Regions from separate parts of the Danio rerio genome. Here region 2 is linked to region 1. Evidence: chromatin contacts called from public Hi-C data. All regions are on one chromosome and are shown on one strand. Each heading gives the region's core, a stretch centred on a gene start, on an enhancer-like site or on the middle of the called end of the contact. The rest is flanking DNA. Distances are from core to core; before and after follow the strand shown.

Region 1 (4,100 bases), core at 662-3,161:
TTTGGCCACATCTCGAACCCTCTGCAGCAGCTTCTCATGACATTCTCCATGATCCCGAAGTTCGAGGTCCAGGAGAGATCTCAGCTGATCTGGATCTTTCCACTCACAAACCTGTTGATGCAAAGACACACGGTTGTTAAGACTATTAGCAGATACTAGATAAGATAGGAAGCGCAAGGAGTTGTTAAATGAGATGGTAAATTCTTAAAAGACATGACCTTCTCCTTCAAGTCCCTTCCTTTGTTAAGAATTTCTTCCATGATTATGTTGAAAGCCTCAGTAAGGAACAGCTTCCCATCAGACTCGTCCATGTCTGATTCTTCCAGGTGGACGTGGCCATTCATATACTCTGAGATGAATTGAATATTTAGCATCAAATAAATTTTAAATGAAGTACTTCAAGAAAACAGCATCAAAAGTAATATGTTGAAATAAATTAATGTACAGCGGGTAATAGTATTTGTTTAATCACAATAGCACAACCACAATCACAATAAACTATCAATACACCAAATAATATTGGATGAAAGAACTATACACGTCTAAATTCAAAGTGACAAAATGCTTAACAACAAAATCACTTCTAAACGCATGTTTAAATCTAAAAAACATATATATATATATATATATATATATATATATATATATATATATATATACACATATATATATATACATATATATATATATATATATATATATATATATATATATATATATATATATATATATATATACACATATATATACACATATATATACATACATATATATACATATATATATACACACACACACACACACACACACACACACACACACACACACACACACACACACACACACACACACACACACACACACACACACACACACACACACACACACACACACACACACCGACAATAGTAAGTAGACCCCTCACAAATCTATTATCTATCAGATGAGTTAGTACTGAGGCCAAATCTGGAGCTTATCTAATAAAATAACTTAAGATATTGGTCAAAAAACTAGTAAACCCAAAATGTTATAGAAAATGTTATAGAAAAATCAAGAGAAGCAAAAAATAAAATCTTGATAAAATTGTTTAGATTGTATTTTTTTATATTTTGCAATATTTTGCTTGTACTCTTTTCGAAGGGTTTGTATACACGTTTCATTATATATTATGTGTTTGAATAATGTAATATAATTAGACATTATGTTTATCTCTCCTGGTTTAGGCTATCTGATGTCCCACATTTGATAAACTATTTAACTAGTTTAAGGTTGCCAAGCAACTTCGTGCATAATTCAGAACTCATTCCACATCCAATCAAAACGCAAAATCAGTTTTATAATTGGCGTCAAAAATTCCACAGCAACAATCGCGATAGTTTATGAGAAAAGACGTCGCGTCGCTCCAATTCTTTTTCTTTTCAGTAACATGACACCAATGAGCAAAATGGCTGTCAGAAAGAGTCAAAAACATTGGTTAAATGCAATGTTTGACTTAGTTAAGAATCAAGAAAGCTGCATATAGCTACATCGTTTTTTTCTATTGTTTAGCATGTTTTGCTATACAATTATGGTCTGTTACAGAGTTTACTCTCTAAACCAATTCCTGCAACGTGTGCAAAAGTTCCATACATCATCCATACATTGAGGGATACTCGAAAATAGCAGTTTCATGCATTTAAAAATCCAACTTCTAACATGATGAAAGCTTTCCACGCGTACAGCTAGAGTGAGTCATTACGTCACCAACACTTTAAATGCACAATTCAGCAAAACTAAGAAACACTTGCTACATTTTACAAATAGCCTAAATTACGCGTGCATTCAAAGCAGAACTAGCTTCTTACCTCCAGATGAACTCATGGTGATGTTTAATGTCGTTTCTGTACTCAGCACATGGAACTCAACTATAAGTAAAGGATGCCTCGGGACCCTCGGGGCTTTAATGCAGGGTCCAGCCTTCATATACGTGGATGCACACGCCCGATTCGTCATTCAAGTGACATCCTATAATTGGATTAGAATGATATGGGTGTGTCAACATAAAAATCAATCGTTAACTTTAAAATACACTACTTTCTAAATACCCAGGTGATATGATTAAGGCTATCTGTTACATGCAATTAAAGGGACAGTCCACCCAAATATGTCAATTCCGCCATCATTTGCTCATCCTCCACTTGTTTTAAACATATTTGAGTTTCTATTCTTCTGTTAAACACACTCACAGACAAATACATATATTCTCAGTAAAAGTTGCAAAATAAGAGCTGTTGATTTCCATTGTATTATCTGTTCTTATTATGGATGATAATAAAAGCTGATTTCCCCCATTCTTAAGCATTTCACAGAGGAAAAAGAGTTTACAACCACTTGTTTCTGATTTACTGTACATTTTTGGGGGGTGAACTATCTCTATAAATGTTTACAAGAGTAACACAATCAAGCATATTGAGAAAATCTCCAGTATTACCTTCAGCAAAGCCATTGGATGGTTTGGTTTTATCCTGCATCTTGGTTGATAATGCGAGCATATTTACTGAGCTAACACTGGCTCGCATACAAGCAACCAATAAGAAAGATCAATATAACAATTTTACATGTTATATAATGACACACACACACACACACACACACATTCATTAAAGTAATGCATGCTGCAAAACAGAGGTACAACGTTCAACATCTTCTAAACCCTGCAGTTTTGTTCTAAGTTCACATTAGACTGCGTTTGCTGACGAAAGAAAGATATATCCTTCCACGTATGTTTGTCAGATTGCACAATCATCCCACACACTCGCTCACAAGAGTAGAATGGAATGTCACAGGGTTCAAAAAAAGTCTATGGATCTGTTAAAAGAAGGGTTTCCTATGGAAAAAGGGACTTTTGAGCATTTGTATGCGGTATGTGACTGCTGTTTGATATTTCTTTAAAAAAACTGAAACACCAAACAGCACTGAAAGTTTTCCATTTTGATATCAGCCTCACGGTGATGTTTTTACATATGTTACAGCTCGTTTTTTAGTGCTTGCAAGAAAAGTTGCATGTTTTTTGGTTGTGAGAAGCATTGGCTAGCATCTAAACCAAAACCTACACAATAAATAATAAAAGCAAACCCTAAAGAAATGAAATTACAGAGGTAACAAACGCATTTTAAAAACATTTGAAGAGACTTCCAATTCTTTAGCATCAGAAATCCACACTCCAGAAGCCATATTTTATATCTCAAGCCTATAAAACAATAAACAAGATACTGTAAATCAGACAAATATCTAAAGTATACAATCAAATAAGCTATAAAACAATAAAGAAACAACCTCATAACCTTTCACATCTCAATGACAATCATTTAATTCTCTTTAGTTTCGTACAAAAGAAACAAACCATCACCAGAAGCATGATTAATGACAAATATAAAGTACAAAAACAAATAAAGTTCAAGGAGAATTTAACATAAGAGTCCAATTAATATAATCATTACATTTGAAATCTCTGCTCTCGCATCAAATTGCAATCAATTAAATAATAAAAAAAAACAATGTTTCCAAAAGTAAAAGATTCCATGAAGTCAGACAAGACTTGATGCTGTTTAAGAACTCGCAGTGGAATAGTACAAAGCTCCGCCTCCCATCCTATCACCTGCTTGGCATGCAAAATAAGGGTGAACAAGGGTGAACAAGGGTGAAAACCCAGGGTGAAAATGCATCAGGGTGAAACAACGTGATACTTGCCGAGAGAGCGAAGGTTGCCGTTATGTTGCCAGATAGCGGTCTCTATTGGAACCTAAAACTTCTGTCATAAACACCAGACGTCCTTATCTGTTCATGGAATCGGTTCAAGTTTTTAAGACTTAAGATAAAAGCTTTCACATTCATTTACTTAAAGCAAATGCATTATTATTGTTTTTAAGAATGTATCATGATGGAATGCTACGGTATCACCTGAAATTATTAGGATAAAATTTAAAGCTGCACGTATACACTGAAGTGCTATGTTTTGCATGGAAATAAGCTTAACATGTAATAATGCCATAAAAAAATATATTGAAATAAAACTTCACACTGTTTACTCAGTCCTGCTCCTTTAAAAAAACAAAGCTAAA
Region 2 (4,100 bases), core at 446-2,945, 47 kb after region 1:
ATCTGATTTTCATTCACAAGGTTTAATTAAAACTTTTAATGTCAGTTTGCTTTCTTGTTGCTCCAAAACAAATGTTAAATTAGAAATCACAATCTCTCCTAAAATCATTCCCACAAAAATTCCCCATCGTTCTCCTCTTCTCAGATGGTATGGAGGGCCAAATCAAAGGTTACCGTGGGCCAACTTTGAAGTTTAGGCATCCCTTGATATAGCTGAATGAATGACAAATGCTAGTGCATACCTTGCAGTATTTTCCTTTCTTGTCATAACTGAGTAAACGGATACAGTGCTACAGCTTATGTTTTTAGCTAGAACCACCTTGCTTCCCTAAAAGTAACAAAAAGTTTTTTTTTTATTCGTCTTTGGATGATTGCACAAATTATAGATCTTTTAGATGTAATTTGAGACCTAAATACAACCCAGAAGCGAAAAGCTAAAGGAGGCTATCAACACATTTTAATGGCTTCTTGACTACAATACAGTGTTTATTCATAAAGATTTTCACCATACGTTTGAGGAGGCCTGAGAGCAATTATAAACCAGTCTGCATAATCTAGTGGTTGGACCAGTTTAACTGTATGAAGTGATGATTTTTAATGTCTGAAAGCTTTTAGTCCCAAAAATATAGGTTAATCCTTAATTCAAAAAGGTATTACATATGTATTTTAGACAAATTTGTGTTGTAACCACAGATACAAACATTCAAAAAGCCCAATGGGGATGATGAAGTGAAGTTTCATAAACTAATTTCGAGAGGAGCACGTGATATGATTGTGCACCGCTGGTCACTCATCCGTAATCAGTAATAATCCAATCAGAATGATCCTAGCTTAGTATAAATGGATCACTTTCTCCTCATTGCCTCATCTCCTCATCTTCATTTTGGAAGAATCCCCCCTTCCACCCCATCTCCTCCTTTTTCTCCCCTTCTAAAGCGGGAGCGATCGAGACCTACCTGATCTCGGTTCTCCTGATATGCTTCTAGACCGGGCGGGAGCCCTGGGGGTTAAATATCTCCGAGCTCAGGGTTCTCTCCCGGGACAGCATGCCAAACCTGCTATAAGTGCCAAGCATATCTAAGTGGGAACTCTTGAAAAGTGCTAAGTTTTGGAGCTGCACACAAAAACACAGCTTACCTGCATCACATGGTTAAAATGCCATTTCAAAATGTTTTTCGTCTTCTCTGCATTATGTTTGACAAAATAATAATAGTTTGGTCAGTACAATGGGTGCCATTCACGACAAGTCCAGGGTGCATGAATACTTCAAAATGCTTATCTTGCTTTGTTTCTTATCTCTCTTTTTATATTTTGCCTCCCTCTTTTGGACAGTTTGGTGAACTACGCCTCTTTGCACAACAACGTCTACTGCAAGCCACACTACTGCCAGCTGTTTAAAGCCAAGGGCAACTACGATGAGGGTTTCGGCCACCGACCCCATAAGGAGCTTTGGGAAGGACGCCCCGAAGGAGCTGACGACCAAGTAAAGCTTTCACCTCAAGAAACGAGCCTAACAGTGGAGGAGTCTCCATTGGTCAAGGTCAACGTGCTTGCGGCCACTTTAGAGACCCGGACCCAGGCCACGTCAGAGAGGGTGGAGAAGCCATTGGAAACGGGACGACTCAAGATCTCCTGGCCTCCGCAGTCTGAAGGGGATGAGAGTGCAACCCACACAGTAACTGATGGCAGTGGAATCAAACCCATTCGCCCTAAATGGCCTCCAGAGGGCGACACTGTATCAAGCAATGTGGACCTGGAATCTGATCTTCCAAAGCTTCGCAGGAGCGTCTCCCTTAAGGAGAGAAGCAAACCGTTTTGCATCTTCAACTCCGCACCCGTCGCTCAACCCAAGAGATGCCAAAGATCTTTGTCAAATGAGAAACCAGACTCCGAGGAGGAAATGTCACCCGTGTCTTCCACCACAGACACCACCATTTCTTCTGAGGACATGACTGAACACAATCAGTCGGAGGAGGAGGACCAGGATAAGACCAAGGAGGATGAACAGATGGAGCATGAGGAGAAAGTTGATGTGCAGGAGGAGGAACTGTCTTCTCTGAAATGCAGCACGCCGGATAACAGCCCGCCATTGTCACCTGAGAGCGAGTCTGGATTGGATCCCGAAGAGAACCAGGCTTCGCAAGATGTTGGATTTTGGGATGGAGAAGAAGCGGAGGAAGACACCGCTGATGTCACTGTGGAGGACTTGATTAAGAGGAACCGTCATTATGATGATGAGGATGATGAAGATGTGGTCTGAGTCATAGATTAGATGGACTTTAATTTTCTCAGAAGCACCAGCATACTTTCATGTAGTCTCTTCATTGTGGGTCTGTCATTTTCGTGCAATTCTTCATGTTTTCGGCTTTTACATGTGCCTATAAATGTTACTGAACTGAAAAAAAAAACAAGTAGTTTTCAGGTTATTGGGAAGGTTTCTCTAGTCTAGATGGTATGCTAGAGCTCTCGATTTCTTCATGTCTAGTTTTATGAAATTGTATTTCCTTTGGTACCTTGTTGTTTTCTATATTTTCTATATTAATAGACCAGGATATTTTATTCTGCTGCTGTTCGTTTTCTGAACACTTGCATTTCGAAATGATTAAAAAAGAAAATATGATGGGGCCAATTTTAATGTTAAGTTCAAACACCCATGTTTTGTTCGATTGACACTATTATAATGCACTTCAATGTACTTTAAATGTTAAAACACTCTCCCCGCTGTACCACATTGAATTGGCAACCTATGAATGTTTTAGAATTTTCCAATTGTATTATTTAACTGCATTTTAAATGTCTTTTATTATGGGACCAAATACCTTGGGAAAACTTTTGTTTCAAATAAATTTACTTCTACAAAATCTTGAGCTTTGTTTTACTAGCGTGATCCTACAACTAACCGTTTTCTAGATAAGCAAGCATATTTTAACCGCTGGATATCATAGTGTAAACCACTTCATTTTAAAGAGAAGTGTAAAATTATGAGATTAATATGTGATCACAGTTGTAGTTGAATTTACTATTAAAATAAGTCCCTCCAGGATTTAGCATGGACTGTCTATCCATCTATCTATCCGTCTATCAAACCATCCATCAATCTATATCTGTCTCTCTGTCTGTGTCTGTCTATCTGTCTGTCCGTCCATCCGTCCATCCATCCATCCATCCATCCATCCACCCACCCACCCACCTACCTACCTACCTACCTACCGGTCTATCTGTATCCATCCACCATCCAACTATCGATCTATCCATCGAATGAAAATGAGTGACTTTGTGACTATTTTTATAAAGTTGTATTGTATTTAATTCTTGTTATTGCTGTGTAAATGCACAAAAACTAAAAAAAAAAAAGTAAGTCTTAGATGGATTCACAAAAACCTTGAGGGACTTTAAAATTAATCAGTCAAAGTTGCAAAACAACATAAGCATGTCAGACAAATATGATCAAAACAATGCTATTTTTTTCTGTCCCGGTAAAGCACAGGTGTCAAACTCAATTCCAAAAGGGCCGCAGCTCTGCACAGTTTAGTTCCAACCCTAATTAAACACACCTGATCAAACTAATTGAGTCCTTCAGGCTTGTTTGAAACCTACAGGTAAGTGTGTTGGAGCAGGGTTGGAACTAAACTGTGCAGGGCTTCGGCCCTCCAGGAATTGAGTTTGACACCTCTGCGGTAAAGGTTTAGTTCATTCCAATTCTCACTAGTGGCGTATTACCTGCCTATTATTAAGATATTGGTTGTTTATTTGTACTTCTACATAGTCGGCATGATGTTATTCTACAACTCTAATCTCAAAACCTACACTGTATAAAATGCAGGGTTCCACAATTCATTCATGTTGTCCCGGGACAAATTAACTAAACATATTTAAGAGAACTGAACATAAAAAGATTACGTTTTCCCAATAAAATCTCAAGAATTGTGTTGTTTCAGATCAATTTAAATAAGTAGCTTGAACAAGTAGCAAAAATAATTTGAGTGCATTAACTTCTCTTAATCATTAATAAACTGCAAATTAGGAGTCTGAGGCACAGTTAGTAAATTACTATATATATTTATACAACATACAAGATCAGGGTTTCTGCACGTTTCAACT

What was found. A called contact is a pair of places that touch in the nucleus more often than the background predicts.
Region 2: a contact with region 1 is called in a Hi-C map of gastrula embryo, with 2.7 times the contacts expected there. The contact joins the enhancer-like site here to the promoter of csad in region 1. A contact is called at or near these places in 5 of 18 Hi-C or Micro-C datasets (caudal fin, embryo, gastrula embryo and 1 more) and 1 of 4 datasets of contacts at active chromatin or transcription factors (caudal fin).

What each region holds. Positions count from the first base shown.
Region 1 is chr23:39,548,753-39,552,852 of GRCz12tu, forward strand. It overlaps csad (cysteine sulfinic acid decarboxylase), which reads right to left and starts at 1,912. Exons shown (of 14, transcript NM_001007348.2): 1 at 1,845-1,912; 2 at 219-349; 3 at 1-111. The coding sequence starts at 1,860. It overlaps zgc:174906, which reads right to left. Exons shown (of 4, transcript NM_001115057.1): 4 at 3,323-4,100.
Region 2 is chr23:39,596,041-39,600,140 of GRCz12tu, forward strand. lima1a (LIM domain and actin binding 1a) reads left to right here. Exons shown (of 11, transcript NM_131664.1): 11 at 1,332-2,867. The coding sequence ends at 2,259. Among named protein-coding and RNA genes, the nearest start is that of lima1a, 38 kb to the left of the region's middle. Within about 2 kb of position 1,696, at least 3 of the 62 cell types and tissues checked have an H3K27ac peak or open chromatin away from gene starts, as enhancers often do.